Linked DNA regions of Pan troglodytes: regions 1 and 3 are each linked to region 2. Evidence: chromatin contacts called from public Hi-C data. All regions are on one chromosome and are shown on one strand. The core of a region is the stretch at or near the end of the contact, and the rest is flanking DNA. Distances in the headings are between cores, read along the strand shown.

The links. A called contact is a pair of places that touch in the nucleus more often than the background predicts.
Region 1: a Hi-C map of stem cell-derived neural progenitor cells shows a contact between it and region 2, with 5 times the contacts expected there. The contact joins two enhancer-like sites. A contact is called at or near these places in 2 of 7 Hi-C or Micro-C datasets (blood and stem cell-derived neural progenitor cells).
Region 3: a contact with region 2 is called in a Hi-C map of stem cell-derived neural progenitor cells, with 4 times the contacts expected there. The contact joins the promoter of SLC22A23 here to the enhancer-like site in region 2. A contact is called at or near these places in 1 of 7 Hi-C or Micro-C datasets (stem cell-derived neural progenitor cells) and 1 of 1 datasets of contacts at active chromatin or transcription factors (stem cell-derived excitatory neurons).

What each region holds. Positions count from the first base shown.
Region 1 is chr5:9,233,662-9,237,361 of NHGRI_mPanTro3-v2.0_pri, reverse strand. It overlaps SLC22A23 (solute carrier family 22 member 23), which reads left to right. Exons shown (of 10, transcript XM_016954836.4): 9 at 1-29. Among named protein-coding and RNA genes, the nearest start is that of PSMG4, 23 kb to the right of the region's middle. Within about 2 kb of position 2,086, at least 8 of the 24 cell types and tissues checked have an H3K27ac peak or open chromatin away from gene starts, as enhancers often do. A contact at or near this core is called in stem cell-derived neural progenitor cells, where this site is marked.
Region 2 is chr5:9,941,094-9,944,775 of NHGRI_mPanTro3-v2.0_pri, reverse strand. No RefSeq gene overlaps it. Among named protein-coding and RNA genes, the nearest start is that of PRP4K, 30 kb to the left of the region's middle. Within about 2 kb of position 2,020, at least 7 of the 24 cell types and tissues checked have an H3K27ac peak or open chromatin away from gene starts, as enhancers often do. A contact at or near this core is called in stem cell-derived neural progenitor cells, where this site is marked.
Region 3 is chr5:9,407,374-9,411,049 of NHGRI_mPanTro3-v2.0_pri, reverse strand. SLC22A23 (solute carrier family 22 member 23) reads left to right here and starts at 1,679. Exons shown (of 10, transcript XM_016954836.4): 1 at 1,679-2,877. The coding sequence starts at 2,224. It overlaps LOC107975034 (a long non-coding RNA gene), which reads right to left and starts at 2,616. Exons shown (of 3, transcript XR_008548405.2): 1 at 2,532-2,616; 2 at 88-129.

The sequences.
Region 1 (3,700 bases), core at 837-3,336, 710 kb after region 2:
TGTGCGGAGATCACCCCAACGGTGATAAGGTGCGTCATGGGAGACACCCCAGGGGACGCCGGCTTCTCGGAAATCAAAGACGAGTCCCTGGCTCCAGGCTGGTGTGGGATTAACCAGCGTCAGCTCTGTCTCTGGCTCTGGACACATCAGCTTCGTGGTTCATAGCCGAGGTGGCTGTTGTACCCAACCCCGAGGCGCCCAAGAGGCACTGAGAACCTGGCCCTGGGGTCCTGTCCAGGCAGCAGCAGGAGAAAGGGGGAACAGGGAGCTACTCTGGGCCCAGGAAATATGTCAGTGTCTGAGCGTCTGGCAAGGGGGGGAGTTCAGCGGATCACTTATGCCGCACTTCCACCAGAACCTGTGCTGCCAACTCTGCTAAGAGACCTCACGGCACAGCTAGTGCAAAATGTTTTACAAAGTAGAAAGAGCCTACCCCCGCCCCTCCCCGAGATGGAGTTTCACTCTTATTGCCCAGCCTGGAGTACAATGGCATGATCTTGGCTCACTGCAACCTCTGCCTCCCAGGTTCAGGTGATTCTCCTGCCTCAGCCTCCAGAGTAGCTGGGATTATAGGTGTGCGCCACCACGCCCGGCTAATTTTTACATTTTTAGGAGACGTGGTTTCACCTGGTTGGCCAGGCTGGTCTCTAACTCCTGACCTCAGGTGATCCCCCCACCTTGGCCTCCCAAAGTGCTAGGATTACAGGCGTGAACCACCGTGCCAGGCCCAAAGAGCCTTATTTCATACTGACCTGAGAAGTTGATGTCATGAATCCAAAGAGAGCGCAGCAAGTGAGATCACTGACTCATGTAAGAAACATGGATGGAGAGCCCACTGCGCGCCAGACACTAGGCCCAGAAAACACAGCAGCACAGTCCCGCCCTCGTGGAGTCTGCGGCCATTTCATACCTCCCTAAAAGGTGTGACTAACTTGTGACTAACTTGTGCTCAGCCACTTTTGTCTTAGTTCGGAAAGTGAGGCTGACCCCTTCCTGGTGCCGTCTCTGCCACTGGGTTGTGGTTCATGGGTGCTACACGCCATTTACTGTTGCCATGCTTATAGGTTAATAAACAGGCACGCCTCCACTACAAGGGCATCACTCAGCTGCCGTCAGTTTCCTACACTGTGACTTACTGAGGAGCTTATCTTGAGTTATACCACACTGAACTTCTTAAAGGAGTATCATCAGCATTTCTCATGCACGTGCCTTCATAAAACAGAACTTGAGAGTAATGGCAGTAGTTCAGCCGTGAGTCAAAACCCAGGTGTCTGCATAATGACACCCTTGGGAAAATCCAGTAGCGGCCACTCCAGTCCAAGGCAGACTATGTGGAGGCTAAGCTGGGGAAGGCTTTGGGAGCAAGTAGGCAGGTCCGTGGACTTTCTTACTTTCCACATTTCCAGTAGCCATGCTAACAACAGCATCTTCACGTCCACACTTTTTGATTCATTCTCTTGGATCATATCCTACAGGCCCAGCCTGACAGCTACTGGGCACCTGGACAGAAATGCCAAGGCATTGTATGATTAAGCACAAGGAACTCATCCTGTCCCTACCTTCTGCATCAGCCACAGGGGAGAGATGAGTCAGGAGCTTATTTAGTGCTTGCAGTTGCAGGATACCTCAGGCCGACCGCAGGCTCACTCCCTGTCTAAAGGACGGAAAGTGAAATTTCTCTCCTTTATCAAACAAAACAGCAAAGCCAAGTCTTTCAACAGACCAGAATCCACAGTCAGACCTTCTGGGTTTCCAGCTGGCCTCCTGCAGCCTTTGCATCATGATTATGCATATTTTGTTGGGGGAGGGGGTGGCTAGCGGGTACCCCTTAACTCTGGCAGTTGGTAGGCATCATTATTCTCTGTTAGATTTGGCTTAAGCAAGCTAGACGGAAGGAAATGCTGTAAGCTTTTCCTCTTTGACGCAAACCTGGAAAGATTTGAGGATAGAAATTCAACAAACATGTTCTCAGATTCAGCTTGCCAAGATGACAAACTGGAAAAAATATGTGACCCTTGGTGATGCTTTTGTGCCTGCAGAGGATGAAAGGAAATTAAGTCCAAAGGGGGTCCCTGGGCCAGGCTGGGAGAATGTCTAGCGTTCCTGACAAATCCCCCTTCTCGCTGGGAGCCCTTTTCACCCGTGCCATCGGGAGGCCACAGCTCTTTCTTGCAAATGACTGAGGAACAATTCCCATGGAGGCCCTAGGATGGAAGTAGACTCCCCTACCATCCCCCCACTTCACAGAGAGAAATCCAAGATAAGCCACGATGGGCAGCCTGGGGCCCATGAGCTCCATCTTTCTTAGCACAGAACTAGCCTTTCCCTGTGACACTATTACAGACAAGCCTTCTGGCAGCAAAGGGTAAGGGGCCAGGATGGACTGCCTGGAAGCAAATATGAGGATATGAAATTTTCTGCAAAAAGTTCAAAAAATGCTTTTATACTTTTCATACTTGTTCTACCACAAAAAGCAACAAAGGCCTGCAGAAATCTATTGCCCCAAGGATGATAGAGGCCAAGTTAACTAAATATTGTTTCATGAGATTCTGTTCAGACCTCACGTTGACAGAACCAGCTACCCACTCAGGCCCAGGCCAGGTGGTGGTTCTCATCAGCCAGTGCACAGCTCTGATTCATCTGTAAGACATTGGGAGTTGGGTGACTTTGCAAGTCTATCTGACTATGCCCATCTCCCAGCTTGACATGGGCAGAAGTGGCCTGGGGTCCTGGGTGGATCTGGAAGCAGCTGCTGGCTGTGCTGGGGCGGATCTTTTCTATCCACTGTCCATCTGGATGCTCCAGGTGGACTCCGAGGCTTCCTTTGCCCTCACGGAGGGGTCCAGGTGAGAGAGGAGGCAGGCGCTGGTGATCATGACACCTGCCTGTTTTCTCCTGCCCTGCCCACTCCGGCAGCCCTGGCCCTTTCTAGGTCATAAGTCGGACGGGCCTCCCTGAGACCCTCCCTGACTGACGACTCCCTGACATCTGTCTTCCGCTCTAATGCTGCCTCAAGAATAGGCACCGAGGGCCAGGATGACCTGGGGTTAAGGGAGTATCAGAATCTGTTCAACTTTAAAAAGTTGTATCTTAAAGGCCGGGCACAGTGGCTCACGCCTGTAATCCCAGCACTTTGGGAGGCTGAGGCGGGCAGATCACGAGGTCAGGAGATCAAGACAATCCTGGCTAACACGATGAAACCCTGTCTCTACTAAAAATACAAAAAAAAATTAGCTGGGCGTGGTGGCGGGTGCCTGTAGTCCCAGCTACTCAGGAGGCTGAGGCAGGAGAATGGCGTGAACCCAGGAGGCGGAGCTTGCAGTGAGCCGAGATCGCGCCACTGCACTCCAGCCTGGGTGACAGAGCGAGACTCCATCTCAAAAAAAAAAAAAAAAAAAGTTGTGTCTTAAAAATGTCTGACATTTGAAAACAAGTAGTGAGTAGCAGACAGGAAGCCAGCATGCATCCCGTGCCGGCAGCGCCTGTGGCGTGCGAGCGCTGAGGAGCGGGGCAGGATGAGGGGACGGTGCTGAGGATATGGCCCGGAGCCTGGGAAGGAGCCAGACGGAGCTGCCCATGATCCTGAGGCCGCCTCCCTGTGTGGCCTTGGGCGGGGCCCTCGGCCGGCTTTAGTGTCCTTGTCTTAAAACAAAACTGACTACAGGCACCTTGTTAGGCGGGGGTGGAGAATGGAGACCAT
Region 2 (3,682 bases), core at 771-3,270:
CATGTGCACTCAAAGGCAAAATGGCAGAGTTTAACGGGTATATGACCTTCCTCTAGGAACATTCAACTTGTAGGAAAGAACGCCTCAATGTGCATTTGTTCAACTTCAGTAAACACACTGTGCATTGGCCCCCTCCTAAGTGCTGGCAGGCCACCGCACATGCAGAATACCAGCATATGAAACCCCAAGTCAGAGGTCAAACTGGGCACTTGAACTCCTTAAGACTCCTGCTTGGCTATCTTCCAAGTGTACCTTACATTCTTTCATTCCTGCTTTAAAACTTTTTAATAAACTTTCACGCCTGCTCTAAAACTTACCTCCATCTCTCTCTCTGCCTTATGCTCTTCAGTCGAACGAATTCTTTCTTCTGAGGAGGCAAGAATTGAGGTTGCTGCAAATCGTGGATTTGCCACTGCTAACAGGAGGATTACTTGAGCCCAGGAGTTTGCGTCTCCAGTGAGCTATGATGTTATCACTGCACTCCAGCCTGGGCAACAGAGTAGGACCCTGTCTCAAAAAAAAAAAAAAAAAAAAAAAAGATACTGCTGAGGAACTGCCAAATGGAAAAAATGCAGAAGAGAAGGTATAGGGAGAGGGGCAGAGAGCTTTTACGCCCTCTGTGGGTGCACCAGCCCTCAGTACCTCCATGTTTTCAACCCGGAAGTTCTCCAAACCCTGTTCTTTAGGAGTTTTTTTGGAGGAGTTATTGTGTGGACTTGGATCGATTAAGTTATTGGCCATTGGTGATTAACTCAACCTTCCGTCCCAAGAGATTGGGAGTGGGGCTAGAAGTTCCAGCCTCTAAAGATGCCTAGGTCTTTTATCAATCCACCCTCATCCTGAGGCCATCCAGGCAACCCCAGGCACCAGTCAGCTCATTATCATACAGAAGATAATCTTATCACACGGGAGATTCCAAGGGTTTTAGAAGCCATGTACCTGGAACTGGCACAAAGACCAAATATGTTTTCTTGTGCTTTACCTCTCTTTTAAAAACATGTAACTCCTTGTTATGGGTTGAATTGTGTCCCCTGCTTCACGAATTTCATATGTTGGAGTCTTGACCCCCAGCACCTCAGAATTGTTGATGAAAAGAGTCAAACTCTGTAAAATATTTGAAGAGATTTATTCTGAGCCAAATATGAGTGACCAATGCCCGTGACACAGCCCTCACGAGATCCTGAGAACATGTGCCCAAGGTGGTTGGGGAATAGCCTAGTTTTATACATTTTAGGGAGACATGAGACATCAATCAAATACATGTAAGATATACATTGATTTGGTCTGGAAAGGTGGCACAACTCAAAGATGGAGGGTGAGGGGCAGTTCCAGGTCATAGGTAGATTTTAAAATTTTGTGATAGGCAATTGGTTAAAAGAGTTATCAATAGAATGTCTGGGTTTCCATAGGGGTTGTGGAGACCAACTTTTAAATTATGCAAATGAAGCCTCCAGATAGCATGCCTCAGAGAGAATAGACTAAATGTTTCTTATTAGACATAAGGTCTGTGTTGATGTTAAATGCTGGTTGGCTCTTTCTGAATTCCGTAAGTGGGGATGGTATAACGAGCCATGTCTGACCCCCCCATTTCCGTCATGGCCTGAACCAGTTTTTCAGGTTAACTTTGGAATGCTCTGGCAGAGAGGAGGAGTCCATTCAGATGGCTGAGGGATCTTAGGATTTTATTTTTGGTTTACAGAATATAGCCTTATTTAGGGATAAGGTCTGTAAAGAGGGAATCAAGTTAAAATGAGTTCATTATGTAACTGAGTACTCTCATTTTTCAGTTTATTTTTTAATTATTTTCTCCTCTTTTCTCCTCTCCCCTTTCCCCCGGCTTATGCCCCCAAAGCATGCCTGCCTCAGAACCTTCACCCTCTAGGAGGGGTTGCCTTGGAACTCCCACCCACCAGGAGGGCATGTCAAAAGCACGCCCACTTGGCCACTTTTATAACTTCTGCCCGGGAAGGCACCAACTCAGCTACCCAGTAGTTAAGGCACTGGGCCAGCAGGGGGACCCCTCGCCCTTGCTCACTCCTTCCCCGGCCTTAGATAAGTGCCCACTTTCTGCTCTGGGAGCAAAACGGCACATGTAAAAGGCAGGACTAACGTTCACGACTCTTCCCCAAGCTAGCTTCGGAAGAAACCACTTTCTTTATGCCAGACCTCGCTCTTGTTAATTGGACTACGCAGGCAGCAAGCAACTAACCCTCTGTTTGGTGACGGTTATGGATGGGCCCTAATCCGGTATGACTGCTGTGCTTATACAAAGGAGAAACTGTCCAGGCGCGGTGGCTCACGTCTGCAATCCCAGCACTTTGGGAGGCACAGGCAGGCGGATCATGAGGTCAGGAGATAAGACCATCCTGGCCAACATGGTGAAACCCTGTCTCTACTAAAAATACAAAAATTAGCTGGGCGTGGTGGCGCATGCCTGTAGTCCCAGCTACTCGGGATGCTGAGGCAGGAGAATCGCTTGAACCAGGGAGTCAGAGCTTGCAGTGAGCCAAGATAGCGCCACTGCACTCCAGCCTGGTGACAGAACGGGACTCCGTCTCAAAAAAAAAAAAAAAAAAAAAAGGAGAAACTTGTACATGGAGATATGCGTAAATGTACAGGGACACAGGAAGAAAATGGCTTTCTACAAGCCAAGGACAGAGGCCTGAAACGGATCCTTGCCTCACAGCCCCCAGAAAGAGCCCACCCTGCCCCAACACCTTGATCTTTGATTCCCAGCCCTCAGAACTGTGAAACAATACATTTCTGTTGTTTAAGCCACTTGGTTATGGCAGCTATAAGAAATTGATACACTTTTTTTTTTTTTGAGATGGAGTCTCACTCTGTCAGCTGGGCTCTGGAGTGCAGTGGCACGATCTTGTCTCACTGCAACCTCTGCCTCCCTGGTTCAAGCAATTCTCCTGCCTCAGCCTCCCGAGTAGCTGGGATTACAGGCGCCTGCCACTACCGCCAGCTAATTTTTTGTATTTTTAGTAGAGATGGGGTTTCACCATGTTGGCCAGGCTGGTCTTGAACTCCTGATCTTATGATTCGCCCTCCTTGGCCTCCCAAAGTGCTGGGATTACAGGAGTGAGCCACTGCGCCTGGCCCTAATACACTTTTTTACATGAGGAAGTTACATTGCAAGAGCAAGTAAATATTCCTCTATACATCCCCAACCACTTCCACTGTATATAGACCAGTAGCTAGAGTTAAATCCCTGTATGCCCCAAGGGAAATTACAGATTTAACACAAGAGAAGGCTTACACATCAAAAGACTTGTAAGAATTTGATAATTTATGTCTTCTCTTCCCTGAGATAATTCTTCCAAAGCTTAGCATTCACTGGCTTTTGTTTATCATGCTCATGTCCACTGCCATTTTTTGATGTACTTAATTCATAGGTCCCTTGTTGGCCCTTTAGTCCTCATTATTCATTTGAAAGCTTCTGGACTACCATAAGGCTATCTATGAGATGTTGGTATAATGCCTTGAACATCTCTCTTATCTTACTTAGTACACTTGTATGACTTTAACTTGTATTTTCCCCACTAGGCCCTGTTTTGTGTGAGGATTCCCAGTGTCTAGCACAATGCCTGGTACATACCACGTGTTTAATACCTAGTTCTTAAAGGAAGAAGGAAGAGAGGAAGAGGAAGGAAATTCCATCCAATAAATGCTATCT
Region 3 (3,676 bases), core at 430-2,929, 530 kb after region 2:
TTTCAATTCAAAAAGAAATGTGGATTGTATGTAATGGCAAGAGGAGCACTGGTAATAATACATGTCTAACATTCATTGCGCACTTACTCTGTTCCAGGCATGGAGGTCAGAACTTTGCATGTATTAGCTCTTCAAATGAGGGGAGGAGAGGGAAGGAAAAGAAAAGTTAAGCTAATAAATAATGTGAAGTTGAAAAATTACCACGTACACAACGTGCACTATCGTGTCCCCCCGCTCCCCGCCCCCAGCTCTTTATATATGTGGTTTCCAGACCCATTTCTCAGAGGTTTGGTGTCTTTTGCAGCCCTTAGGGCCCCTTCCGCCCATTGTTATCTAATCACCCCTTCTCGGCCACGCAGGAAGGTCCACAACCTCCCCTGTCCCCCAAGACCCGCCCCCCGGCAGCCTTCAGAAATAGTTCTCTCGTACGTATGTGCCAGCATTTTATGCAGTAAACACATGTTGCCCTTAACACTGAACTGCAGGTTAAAAATGTATTCCACTAAATTATGCAGCGGTTAGCTGAGCAAATAATGAAAATGCAAAAGAATACATTCAGTATATGGAGCTTAGAATATATCCTTTTGGAAAGCTAAACTTTTTTTTTTTTTTTTTTTGCCCCAAATAAGACTAGAAATGGATTGCTCCATTTAAGACTTCCATTAATAAACTTCTCAGAATATGAAATGCCTCCAAAATGTGGGGACGCTGGGTTGAAAGGTGCCGGATAATTCTTTTTGGTGCGTGCGCTGGGTGCAGGAGGAAATATGCTAATGTAGCCGTTTGCCGCAGGGCTGGTGTTATTTATACAGCGCTGGCTGGGCAAGGTTGGCGCTGGAGCAGGAGAGGAGGGAGAGGTTTGTCTTCTTGTGTGAGAGTATAGATGTGTGCGCCTGTGCACACGGCGTTCCAAACGTGAATACAAGATCTTAGGGAGGGGGTGGGGAATGCCATCACGTTTATACTGTGTGTATTATAACTTGTGTTGGAGATATATCCCAGCATCGTGCTTACATCGCATGCACTTAGGAGTGGGGGAAGAAATGGCGATTTGGGAGTGGGTGCGGCGGGTCGCAGGTGGCCAGACACTGCGGGGGACTGGCGACCTGAAATTGGCAAAGGCGCCTCCTTGACCCTGCTCCACGGACACAAAAATCAACCTTATTCGCTCCTGGAAAAAGCGCAGAGGGTTGTTCCCGAAGGCTGAAGACCCTCGGGCTTGGGACTGGGAGCGGGGCGCGGGCAGCGGGACCGCCGGGCACCTCTGAAGAGACAGAGGTCACGGAGACCTGGCGCGCGCGGAGTGGGTGGGGGGGCCCGCGCGGCTGCGGGAGCCCAGCCTCAGAGAAGACCCGGCCCACACGTTCTCAGCGCACGCCGACTTTGCCGGGACCCGTCGCCGGCCGGCGACCCCTGCTACGCGCGTCTCCTCCTCCCCCGCCCCGCCCGGCGCGAAACGGGCACGGGCAGGGGATCCTCCAGCCAAGCGGGCCCGGGGTGTCCCGTTTCCCCCGCCCCCCTCCCGTGGATCCCGGGCGGCGGCGGCCGCGCGTCCGGGCTGGAGGGGGCGCTCGCGAGCAGGAGCCGAGCGCAGCAGGTGCCGCGGTTACCTCCACCTCGGCGGGGGGAGAGGGGGCGGGCCGGGGGGCAGGGAGGAGGGGGAGGAGGAGGAGAAGGAGGAGGAGGAGGAGTGGGGCCGGCTCCAGGAGCTGGAGAGCGCGGCCGGCTCGGCAGGCTGGGTCCAGAGCTCGCGGCTTCCGGGAGGCGCCCGAAGTCGGAGAAATACAGCGCGGCCACCCCGGGAGCAGCAGCCTTTGCCCGCACCGCCGCCCGCAGGGCCCTGAACCGCCGGCAAGGGCGCGGGCCGGGCGCGGCGCCGGCTCCTCCTCCTGCCGCGTCCGGCGCGGAGCAGCGGAGAGCGGCGGGCTCGGCAGCCGGCGCCCGGGCCGCGGAACCGATGAGCCGCGGCGGCTGAGGGCCCGGCCGGCCTCTGCCCGCCTCTGCCCGGCGCCCGAGCGGGGCCGCAGCGCCCGGGGCGCGGGGTCCGGCGGGTGACATGGGGGCGGCCTGACGCACCCGGAGCCGCCGAGCGCTCTCTCTAGAGCCGCGGGCCCTCCTCGGCGGCAGCGGCTGCAGGCGCCTGGCCCGGCGCGCTGTGCCCGGGGCGCCCGCGGAGCCTCCGCCGCGCTCTATGCGCCTCTGCGGGAGCCGCGGGCCCGGGCCATGGCCATAGACCGGCGGCGCGAGGCGGCGGGCGGCGGGCCTGGGCGGCAGCCGGCCCCGGCCGAGGAGAACGGCTCCCTGCCGCCCGGGGACGCGGCGGCCTCGGCGCCCCTCGGGGGACGCGCGGGCCCCGGCGGCGGCGCGGAGATCCAGCCGCTGCCCCCACTGCATCCTGGAGGCGGCCCGCACCCGAGCTGCTGCTCGGCGGCTGCGGCCCCGAGCCTCTTGTTGCTGGACTATGACGGGTCGGTGCTGCCCTTCCTCGGGGGCCTGGGCGGGGGCTATCAGAAGACCCTCGTGCTGCTCACCTGGATCCCGGCGCTGTTCATCGGCTTCAGCCAGTTCTCGGACTCGTTCCTCCTGGACCAGCCCAACTTCTGGTGCCGCGGGGCCGGCAAAGGCACCGAGCTGGCAGGGGTCACCACCACAGGCCGGGGCGGGGACATGGGCAACTGGACCAGCCTCCCCACCACCCCCTTCGCCACTGCCCCCTGGGAGGCTGCGGGCAACCGGAGCAACAGCAGCGGCGCGGACGGAGGCGACACACCACCCCTGCCATCCCCTCCGGACAAGGGGGACAACGCCTCCAACTGTGACTGCCACGCATGGGACTACGGCATTCGCGCCGGCCTCGTCCAGAACGTGGTCAGCAAGGTAAGGGCCGCAGCCGCCCAGTCCCTCCAACCCTCTTCCTGCAGACCGAGGTCCAAGCCCGAGCCAGCGGGAGAACCGAAGTCCCCAAAGTGGTGGTGCTAGAGTGTGTGTACGGGCATTCCGCATTGGCTTAATCTCCTTCCGTCCCCCAAACCACATGCCTTTACTTGGGTGTAAAGGGAGCACCATAGCCTTTACTAGTTTGCACCCAAACTCCTGTCCCAGTACGCGGATGGAAAGCGCGCCCTTCCCCCACCCTTGGGGCGAGGCAGCTGACCCGTCACCAGCCCGCTCTGGAGGAGTCGGACTGGCGTCGTTCAAGGTCTGCTGGGGGAGTCGGGACCACAGCCCTGTTCTGCCCGGCTAGTTGCCCCTGGGTCTCCCACAAAGCAATAGTCTTCCATCTCGCACTTGATTTTGACACAGGTAAAGCCCACTAAGGAACTGGAGAGCCAGAGAAGCAAAGACTCCTGCAAATCCCCAACCCGCAGCCCATGCTGAGTCCTCCCCAAAGATATCTGACTTTAGACTTTGCTACCCCAGTGTCTCCTCCCATGTTTTCTCGGCACTTCAGTAAACATCACTACAGTATAGGAAGGACGCGGAGAATATGTCATTTGGGTGTCCCCCGGCCGTCACCGCTCTTACACAGCAGCTGCTTTGGGCTGAGGCAATGAGAACGGGGGTGTGCTTTAGTTGAAACATGCACCTTGTCCTCTGAGTCCTGTAGCTAAAGCTCCCTTGCAGAGGTATTGCGTGGTGTGAAATGTAGCAGAAGGGAGTTGTGAGACAAGTGTGA